2 separate regions of the Anas platyrhynchos genome follow, and region 2 is linked to region 1. A link is a contact called in public Hi-C data. All regions are on one chromosome and are shown on one strand. The core of a region is the stretch at or near the end of the contact, and the rest is flanking DNA. Distances in the headings are between cores, read along the strand shown. Region 1 holds the start of FAM53A (family with sequence similarity 53 member A). Region 2 overlaps FAM53A (family with sequence similarity 53 member A).

Region 1 (5,256 bases), core at 2,040-4,539:
ATGTAGTAAAATAAAAAAGGCAATATTAAAGTGATGACAGTTAGCTTGATTTTAGGTTTTTCTATACTTGCAGAGTACTGCATTATCCAGCCATATCACAGAAAAAAATGTAAAATAGGTCTAGAGTTAAAAACATAGCCCCCACCTCCCTTTTGAGAGCAACTGAAACTCCTTAAAGAAGGCCATTTTCTGAAAAATTGACTGGTTTTATACAGACTCTTCCTCACTGGATTGCAGTATTTCACTGATGGCACAGATCTCGTTAGCCACATCTAGTGAAGTTGTGAATGGCTACCTCTCAGGCATGCAGTCGATCAATTCAAACAACTTACCTGCCAGGAAGCACACTACACTGACTCCAGGTAGCTGATTTCCTAGCCTTGAATTTCCTCCCCGCAATTAAAGAGGAGAAGGCTACCTACCATTCACTCATTCAGGACTGTTCCTAAAGCCCTTCACAGCTTTGGGGTTGCCACCTCCCAGTAAGCTTTTATTCTAGGTTATGTGAATAATAGGGGTTGCAGCTATAGCAAACAGGAATTTCTTAAGTCTTCTACCAAAATACAAACTTAAATATAATTTTTTAAGTTTCTGTAGGTTGTACAAGACTAAAGACTAGGTCCTATGAGCATTTTAGCTCCAAGATAATTCTTACATTAACTAGAGATCTCAAGAATGTAATCTAAAAATAGCCCAACGAGTTTATTTTACAGAAATAAAGTTTCAAACAAGCAAAGACTTTTCCTAAGAAAAGCTCAACTTGTATGCTTGCAGACAAGAAGGAAATTCACTATTGCCAGGAGGCAAAACTGCTGTGTATATTACCACCTCCAAACTATGCAAGAAGAAATGAAAACCACAACATAAATACTAATACTTTCCCTTAAAGGTTTAATAAGGCTTCTTAATGCTATTTAAGAAGGCTCAAAGCAAAAGCAGAAAGGACAAATTCTTAAAACAAAAACTCAGAGCCAGTAACAAAAAAGTGTAGGGGCAAAGAAAAAAGAATCATGTTTGGAAAGTTTTAAGTACACATGTTTCTAAAGGGAATAATCTATCAAACCACAGGAGGTGACTAGAACTGCCATCATCACTGCTAGCACAAAGGAATGTAGATTGGGGGGAGGCAATAGAGGAAGGGGGAGAAAGAAGAGGGAAGGGAAAAAGGGCAAGGAACTAAAAAAGGGAGCTACAATAATGGTTACCAGACTCCCAAGGAATTCCTATAGGAAAAGAATAAATCCTAGACAGAGAAATAAAACCACCCAAAATAAAACAGCTAATGCAATATATTGAAAAATCCCTCAATAAAGTTAGGCTTTCAGTTTATTTGCCCACCACATTTTCATAAATTTAGTTTTATGCCATACACTAAGCTTCCAAAAGCTAACTCAAATGTTGCAAATACAAACAGTTCTTCTTCCAGCCTCCTCCTCCTTCCCAATCACAGCAGCCTGCACAACACAGCTTTCAAGAGGAAATAGGGAAGTTTAACTACCCCAAATGTAAAATATCCCCATATAATGATTTAATCAGCTTGAATTCTTCCACTTAAGAGACAATAACTAGGGGTTACACACTGGCAGGTACAGGCCGCTAGAGGACAGACAGATTGCCCCAGCACAAGATATCCTCTCAGGATATCATTAGGGGGATCCTGCAGATCAGTATTTTAAGTTTGTCTAACAGCCAGCTTGCACTTCTATGCGATGAAGAGCAGTTACTGACACAAATGAGAGAAGATTAAAAATATTGGACTGAGAGCATTTTGCAGAAATTCAGCATAAATGAGTAGCAAAGTGATTTTTTTAGTTTGGAATTCAATGCTAACCATATGGAAACCACCTCATGCAGAACTACCTGAGACATGTTTTAGCTCCCTATACATACCGACCTCCTGCCTCCCTGGAGATGTCTGCCAGGTGTTCTCAGCAACCCCATAACTGTACAGATACAATCACAATCTCTCCTGCCCTGATTATGAGCCCTGCACCTCCTGTAACAGCAGATCTCAAGTCACGCACCGCGATAGGAAAGTTCTTTTTTTTTTTTTTTTTTGCCTTTCAGGAAACGCTGCCCTCCAGATTTCATAACCCTGTCTCGAAGCGCGCAGCCTATTCACAATTAAAACCCACAGAAGAAATATTTCAGCTTGCCACAACATACAGAAACTTCCTGCTCCTTGCCAAAAAAGCCTGCGATGGAAACATTTCTCTAGCAGCCCGCATCGGAGGCAAGGCGAGGGCTGCAATAACTGTTCTAATTTTAATGTAAGCACAGCGGACCAGAAAATAGACGTGACCAGCTGGCTCAGCTCATCCCCGGGCCTTGGCGTTGCAAGTCGGTGCCTTATCAGGGCTGATTTGGGCTCGTGAGAAGACCCCAAAAGTTGGGGTGCTGTGAGAGGGGTTTCGGTGAGGGCTGCTTTTGGGGTGCGTGGTTTGGCTGCAGGGAAAGGGCTCAGCCCCAAAAGCCCTGCCACAAGGGTGATGCTAAGGGGTGCCGGGGGTCACCTGCACCACCCAGCCCCTCTGCTTTTTGGGGGATCTCCCCCCATAAAAGCCAAAATTTCCCCCAAATCGGTTAAATCCAGGCCTCCTTGCGGGCCGTGCAGGCAACGGGGCCGTTGCTGGAGCCCAACTGCCCGAACAAAGCCGCGCTGCTGCCCGGGCAAGGGCTGGCATGGCACAAAGAGGCGATTTAGCGGCAGATCTCAGGAATTAGTTTATTTTGTTTTAAAACCTTCGAGGCCACAGATCGGGCATCGTGGCGCTGGGGGTTAGGGGGGGGTACCCGTGATGGTTGAGGTGCGGGGACACCCAGAGGGGGGTCCGCACCCCCACCACGAAGGAGCCCTGCACATCCACATTAACCTTATTAATTAATTTGTTAATTATTTTATTTATTTCTTTTTAATTTTTGGCTTTTCTACCCCCCTCCCCCCCCCTCAACACCATGAAGCAGCCGAGGCCTCGCCACCCAGCCCCCTTCCCCCCCCCGAGCTCCAGGCAGCCCCCAGCCCTAACCCCAACGGCCGTCAACGGCCGGCTGCGACCGTTAACGGCCACCAAGGGCTGCACCCCCAGGGCCCCCCCCGGCCGCCGCTCCGGTTCCCCCCTGCAGCCGGTACCTGCGCCCGACCGCGCCGCCTCCCCTCCGCCTCTGGCCCGAGCTCCTCAATGGCAATTGAACAAAACACAGCTGGCCCCGCCCCCTCCCGCCGCCCGCCCGCTCCCATTGGTTGCCGCGCCCGCCCGCGGACCTTTCACCCGCCCTGCCATAGGGCGGCGAGGCGCGGCGGCCCCGCCCACACAGGGGCTGCTCTGCGGAGCGAGGCGGGGAGTGCGCACGCGGACTACAGCTCCCAGGAGGCCTTGCGGCGGCGCGGTTCCCTTCTCTCATTGGCTGAGCCGCTGAGGAGGGGGGAGACCCATTACGTCATCGCGGCCCCGGATAGAGCCGCAAGGAGGGCGCGCGTGGCGCAGCGAAGCCTGGCCGGGCGTTCTGCGCATGCGCAATGTGGAGGGGCGGGGCGGGCACAGCCGGCCCCGTCATGGCGGCGGGGCCGGGCCCTGGGCAGGAGGGGCGGCTCCTGAGGCGGCCCCGGGGGGGCGCAGCCGGGGCTGGGCGGGCACGGAGGGAGCGGGCCGGGCACCGCGAGGCTCCCCCCGCTTTTATTTCGGCTCCTTCCCGGCGGTGGTGCCGCGTAACGTGGGGCTACACCGCCCTCTGCCTGCCCCCCTCAGGCGGGCAGCCCGCTGAGGCACCTCAGGTGCGCGTCCCGCGGGGGGTCGGGAGGGGTGCCATGTTCTGCCGCCTCTCAAAATGGAGGCTAAAAATAAAAAATAAAATAAAATAAATCGCGTTATTCTCCAAATATATATATATATATATGTTCCTGTGGGAGTTTTTTTCAGAAGCAGCCGTGAGTCAGGCGCAGCGAGGCAGCGGAATGTGTTTGGGCAGCGCTTGTCAGGGCAGGGCCTGCTCGGTGCCTCCTAATCCCCAGCGCTGTGAGGAGCCCAGCCCCGATTCACTGCTGCCTACAGGCCTAACGCCGCTGCGTTACGGGCGTGTGGTAACCATTAACAAGCTCTTTGCATCCCTTTAACAAGCAGCTGTTATTTCAGCCTTCCACAGCCTGTCCTTGGGTTTTTGCATGTTGCACTTCGCTTCCACACCTTTCCTTTAACACAGAAGTTTCCCCGTTCATCTCGTTATCCTGTAAGATTTCAATGAATTACAAGACCATGCAGCAGCAAGTATCTTGAGTTTAGCAAAGCAGAGTCCAGATCAAAACTCTGTAACGGGGACATCCTTATTTCAGCTTGGCTATCTTCCAGGCTTTCAAATTTTAACCCTAGAAGACTAATACCTTAAAACTAATCTTACTTCAAACATTATTACCATTTTTCTACCTGTTTTTTGTCACTAACATGCATTTTTAACACCATATATAACCCCTACAGTACCCATTTTCTTGAAAACGTGTGCATATTTATTCTGATAAACCTGAAGATGAAATCGTTTCGGATAGTTTACCAGAATACCTTTCACAAATTATACACTGAATACTTAATTTAGTGTATTAGTTCTCTGGAAGATCAACGCCTATCTCTCTTTAGAAAGATCTTGCAAGTGATTAAAGGTACACAGATTTTTTTCCCATCGTTCAGTCCTGGTTCTTAAAATACTTTCTGGTTGTGCTCATTTTGCTTCTGGCCTTGTTGTCAATTCTGGTACATGGGAAATTGTAGTTCATCTGTTTCATCATCCTATCCATATCTTTGGCAGGGATTTGGCTCCATTCTGTAATCAGTTTTGTACACAGAATTCCCCATTGAAAACAAATTATCCCTGAAGTATTTCATTGCTAAATCCTTATCTAAACTTAGAATTAACAGTTTAGTTTTTAAAAATTGTCATAATTTTATCTTTCACAACCATTATAACCAAGTTTTTCACTGGGGTTTAACAGCTGAGGTGAGAGATTTTGATGTAAAGTTGATTTTCCCTTACCTACATGTTTAAACATTTTCATAGTTGCTATAGTTAAGCCACAATTTCTTTCCTCCAGCCTCCTGCACTATTTCTGCTGTAAGTAATGTAAAACTAGAGGGAACTTCATACTTCTGAAGCTCAACTGCTTCTTGATTGCAACAGTTTACTTACAACCATCCCTGTGGCCATGGGGGAGGCATGTGAAAGGGTTTACAGCTGCATTCCCCCAGCAGTGAGCTCTCAACTTCCACAGGC
Region 2 (5,387 bases), core at 2,092-4,591, 69 kb before region 1:
ACAAGACATGAGCTTGAAGGAAATGTCCTGGGTAATCCAAGCTGCCCTGGATGATCTCCAGTGAGGGAACAGAGACTGCTTTGAAAGCCCAGTGTGCAAGCACAGCAAGATCTACACACACTTGGGTACTTTTTAAAACTGAACACCGTACAGTATGCAAAATGAGATCAAGAAACTGTTTCGAGGAGATCTGCCACTCACCACCAAGGACTTTTGGTCAAAGTTGTGTTGTCAGAGGTTCGGCGGGGCCTGGCCTGTTGTTGCCCCAACAGCTCAGCCAGCACCTTTACCTTTATTTTCCAGCTGCAGGTGAAGTCAGCAGGCTCCACCCTGCCAAAATGGACTCGGACATGGGCAGGTACAGATGTAGGTGTTTCACAACGACCATTTAGGCCAAGCTTACAAAACAGGGGCCTATTTTCTGGCAAATGGCAACTCTGGATAGGATCTACATGTCACGTGTTATAGCTGAACCATGCACTGGGAGCTCCTGTTTCTGCTCCAGGGTGCTTTCCTTGATGTTATCCTCATGTCTTCCTCCAGCAGTTATTTACCTTGCAACTTCTAGTCCTTGGTTGTTGTGTTAGGCCTCAGGAGAAAGTATCACTCACCCTAGCTGCAACTTAAGCCCGGCCTACCGCAAGATTTCAAGCTCGATTCTTTCAGCGCTTCCTCGAGTGCATTTTCCCACGTTCCAACCTATCTCCAACATATCAGCCGTGCCCCTCTCGACTGGACTCTGCACTCCTAAGCGCAGTATCTCAAGTCATGGACTAAATCCCGTGCTTCCCAGGAGCACCTGCACCTCGTGAGCCTTGCCAAACGCATCGCCGTTTGTGAACCTTAGCCTGAAGCTCGCCTTTCTCCTACTGGCAAGGCCAACTCCCAGCTCCCTTATCGGAAGAACTAACGAGTTGGCCCAACACTGGATTTGTGCAGTCGTTCGACCCCATCTAAATTTAGTGCCTTGCTGAAAAGGATCTTGTCTTTCCCTATCTCCTCCCTGTTGCAACCATTTCTGCAAGTTGCCAAGACTATTTTGAATTCTAATGCTATCTTATCTCTCACATCTGTCCAGCTTCCTGTTGACTGCAAATTTAACAAGCATGCTACTTTGTTAGCCCGGTTGCTAATAAAAATGAGAGATAAGTGACCTAGAGTAACTCCCACAGCCTGTGCAGAAGTCTGCTGTTCTGACACCGGCTGCGAGATGGAAGGAAACCACTCCCAGACCCAAGCTGCTCACAGCCTAGCTCAGCCACTACCAAATACAATTCAATCTCTGAAACCATGTTTTCCCTTTTTGCAAACTGCCTTCTTTAGTTGCCCAAAACAGCCCCTCGGTTTTATCCTGTAATCTAGTGCAAGAGAAGTGCCAAATTCACCATCCATTAATTTCTTTTGGAGCAGGTCTTGATATCTTGCGTATGATGCAAGGCCAAAGCCTGCCCCAGCTGAAATAACTTCTAACCAGTAATTCCTTTTACTCTTGGTTCTCATGTGGGATTACATTAGGGGCTAGAGACGAAGTGCACAGATTCCTTTCAGCCAACTTCTTCATTTTCTGTGTTCCTGCACAGCTGTTCAACTACTTATTTTCCTGTCACCAACTAATAAGAGCCTGAACTAGATAATTACTACTTCCTACTTTCACAAAACTTGTTCTTCAGTATCTAAAACCACTCCTTTCTGTCTGTGTCTATGAAAGGGCTATTTAGAGTTTTAACAGCTGGCTGCCATGGGACTGGAGCCCTGTGTTACCATAAGCAAACACATCTGTACTTTAACTTGGGAAACCCCTTCCGACCCAAGTATGGGGGTAGGAATGTGGCTTTGTGTTGAGTGAAAACAATGCACCTACAGAAGGGAACTGCAGAACCCTGCCTTTGAGGCTGGAGAAGTGAATTTGAGATCTCATAATTCAGAGCTAGAGTATTATCTGCTCTATTCTTGGCTTTGCTTTATCACCGTCTTCGTAACAGCTGCAGTTCCTGCTAAAGCTTTTTTCCCCCCCTCTCCCTCGACAAAGTACATCTTACCTCCTTTTATTCATGCCCTTTGAGGTATTTTCTTCTTTTACTTCTTCCAGGAGAGCTTGTCTTCCTTGGAGGAAGAGCCAAACGGATTGCCACGCTAGTTTTCTCATTCCATGCCATTACAGCTTTAACTGTTCAAGCAGGCAAATTGGCTTTTAAGTGATCCCAGTTGTACAATTGGCCTTCACTACAATCCTACTTTAAAGCTGATTCAATTTTACTTACCTCTATTGCTCAATTAAGAAAAATACAAAGAAGTGTAGCTCTGCAACTAGTAATTGCAGCCTCGGCAGGAGCTTGGTAGCCCCATTACCCATGATGACAGATCACCACCACACTGCAGTGCATCTCCCACCTATCCACAAGGAAAAACAGCTGCACCTCATTCAGCATTTCTTGAAACCTGATCTTTAGAGTGCAAAACCAGTGATTTTCAGTTGCATATAGTTCTTAATAGCTTGTGCATGTATATATAGCACCACCTGCATGATCTCTGCTACAGAGGAGCAAATACCTATGTGTGATGCACATTTAACAGGAGCTTCTGAAGGAAATGAAGGCTTTGTTCTGGTACCATCTCCTTTATTTACGCTGCTAGAAAAAGGAGGATGACTTTGTGCTGCTGCAGTGAGCAGCTTCACTATCTCCCACGCAATGTATATTAACACATCAAGAACCTAACAAGTCTTTTCAGTGTTCTTGCACCTCCCTATGCATGCATACCAGCATCGGTATCACAGACCACTGCTGCTCTTTGTGGTAGATACAGTAGGAGTCATAAAGGCAATAAAAACATTTAGAGCTTCTTACTGGTTATCCAAGCTTTTAAAGTTGTGTATAGATAGTAAGTTATATAAGCTGGTTCAGTAATTACAGACCAATTCTTTTTTATGACCAAAGGCTGACCTAATCACAAGGCTGGAGCCTGGGTCACACCTTGCTCAGCCTCAATATACTCTTTTCTCATATAATCATGCTGTTAGGTGACTTGGAACGTTGCTGTATTTTGGTTTTATGGTACAAGTTACCATAGGGAGCTGGCTGATTTAAGCAGACCAACATGATGCACTGAAATGCCATAATCTAAGCCTGTCCATTTCTATCCAATTTAAAAACTCCATTTTGAAATTAATTTACTCCTTGACCAGGAAAATCCCTATTCCGTCTGAACTAACGGAGTAAGTATGTGTTGCAATAGCCTGCAATGAATACAATATTACATTAGAGATAATTATGGTGTATGTAATCACTGAGACACTTCTGGGATCCAGCATGAATTATTCCCCAGCTCCCCAGACTAACTTGACTTCACTTCCTTTTCAGATGACCAGAAGTCTGTCCTCCACCCAGCTCTGCACATAAACACCACACTGCAGAATATGCCCCAGATTATAGATTTTCCTCAAGTAAAATTCATCAACAGACACAAGTGCAAAGCAAAATGTCATTTTATTTAATTCAAGGACTATTTTCCTTCTAGTATTGCTGAAGGGATCACCTCCTGGGGAATTGATCATTACAAAGTCCCTGTCTAAAAGTTCAAGTGCTCTTGTTGTACATTCTTTTGAACCACAGAAAACATAATGACCAAGTAGGTGGGCAGCTACTTGCAGTTTTATCCCACCTAAATTAGCATTGCTTCAGGCTAGAAAACAATTCAAGTAGTAAAATCATGGAAAATGTTAACCTTTAAGGTTACTACCATATTTTGATCAAAAAGTCCTGAATGTATGAAAAGAACATTTGTACATGTTATGAACTTTTTTTTTAACCAGACGCTGTCAAAGATGGCAGTTAAGTGTTTTGGACCAGTTGTCAACCAGGTATTTAAGAGTTCTGTCTGAAGGTTTATTACCAATTTCATTATGTAATTCACTTTTCACATTAAGCTCTTTAACAAAAGCAACATATACCCGCACCAGAATCACTGTAGACAGATTTAGTTTTATAGAATGCCCTTCTGAAAATTCATTTCAAAATAGAGATGCTTTTTCTCCAGAACTGTAAAAGCCATAAAAATGCAAAATATCTGTTAGGAAATTTTATAATCAAAATTATTCCTTAATGTTCAAAATAACATTTAACCTCCTACTTTTTTTTTGTTGTTGTTGTTGTCATCCACATATTGATCAATAGACTAAACAGGTAACAATGGTTTACGTTTTTCCCCCACCTGAAACATTTCTAACACAGGCCCAAGATAGGCAATACAGAAATTCAGGGACATGGATTATGCATGGCAAAGGTAATCCTCTATCATTTTAATTTAGAACAACTCTGATTCTAGCACACAACTTTGAGTCTCAGTTGTTTTCAATCTGCTCTAGGTCCAAGTCCCCACAGTCTAGAGGAAAGATGCCCTCTTCAGTGCTCTCACAATCACTTGTGTCCTCATCGCTTTCACATACTGCAGCTGCTTTCTTATAATCCCTTGTTTTGAAGCTACCTTGGCATGACCCATGATGCCTTACTTCATCCAGCTGTTCTTTCATCGGACTGGAACCAGGGGTGATGATGTTCATAAGATCATTTGAGTCACATGGGGATGACACAATTGTCTTCATTTGTGTGTCATCATCGTCATCTTCATAATCAAGGGAGCAAAGACTTTTGGAATTTTTTAAAGTCTGCAAGTGAAAAAACATGAGTAAGTTAACAATGATTGCACAGGAGGAGCAGAATAAGTTCTCCAAGTTCTTGAATGGGTTAAGGGTATGTACACAAGTTTAGAAAGGCATACATGTTTAAAATTACAGTGGAAACAATGTGGAGAATGAAGAAAAAGGAAGAAAGGCATCTACTTAATAAACAGTTTGGTTTTGCACAGATGTTTTGCCAATGTAGATTCAAGTTAGCGACAAAAATTAGCAGTCCCCTTCTTTCTAAAAAAGATTAAAAACCTACCTTTACTCAACTAAATAAGGATCAACAAGCATCCGATCTGATATATCAACTCTCCAGCAAACCCAGAGCATACCAGTTGGTAACATAAGCATTTAGGTCAAACAGTTGCACTGCAGCCTAGTCAACAATTAATTTCTCAAAGTTCCCAAATGTGCAGATAACGAGCTCCCTGGCCTCACCTCGGTGACACAAGAGCCTGCAACAAGGCAGCTGGCACATTTCGGTAACCTCAAAACAGGGGAAAGCCAAGCTCCTGCTGGAAACATCTTGCTCCAGAGACAGCTTAAGTTGTTCAAGTGGTACCCAGAAATAAGACACGCTCAGGAATTTGAGAGCTGTTTAAATGAGTATATTAAAAAATAAAGGGGGTGCTCACCTTGACTTAAAAGAGAAAACCTCAGTGTGCTACCTCTGCCCCTCAGATACAGGAATAAAGTGCCTGAGCTC

Evidence for each region. Hi-C and Micro-C count contacts between places; a contact is called where the count stands out from the background.
Region 2: a contact with region 1 is called in a Hi-C map of subcutaneous adipose tissue, with 1.8 times the contacts expected there. The contact joins the enhancer-like site here to the promoter of FAM53A in region 1. A contact is called at or near these places in 2 of 8 Hi-C or Micro-C datasets (F5 follicle and subcutaneous adipose tissue).

What each region holds. Positions count from the first base shown.
Region 1 is chr4:72,197,728-72,202,983 of IASCAAS_PekinDuck_T2T, reverse strand. FAM53A (family with sequence similarity 53 member A) reads right to left here and starts at 3,289. Exons shown (of 5, transcript XM_027455707.3): 1 at 3,131-3,289.
Region 2 is chr4:72,266,800-72,272,186 of IASCAAS_PekinDuck_T2T, reverse strand. It overlaps FAM53A (family with sequence similarity 53 member A), which reads right to left. Exons shown (of 5, transcript XM_027455707.3): 5 at 3,467-4,663. The coding sequence ends at 4,340. Among named protein-coding and RNA genes, the nearest start is that of FAM53A, 70 kb to the right of the region's middle. Within about 2 kb of position 3,341, at least 1 of the 8 cell types and tissues checked has an H3K27ac peak or open chromatin away from gene starts, as enhancers often do. A contact at or near this core is called in subcutaneous adipose tissue, where this site is marked.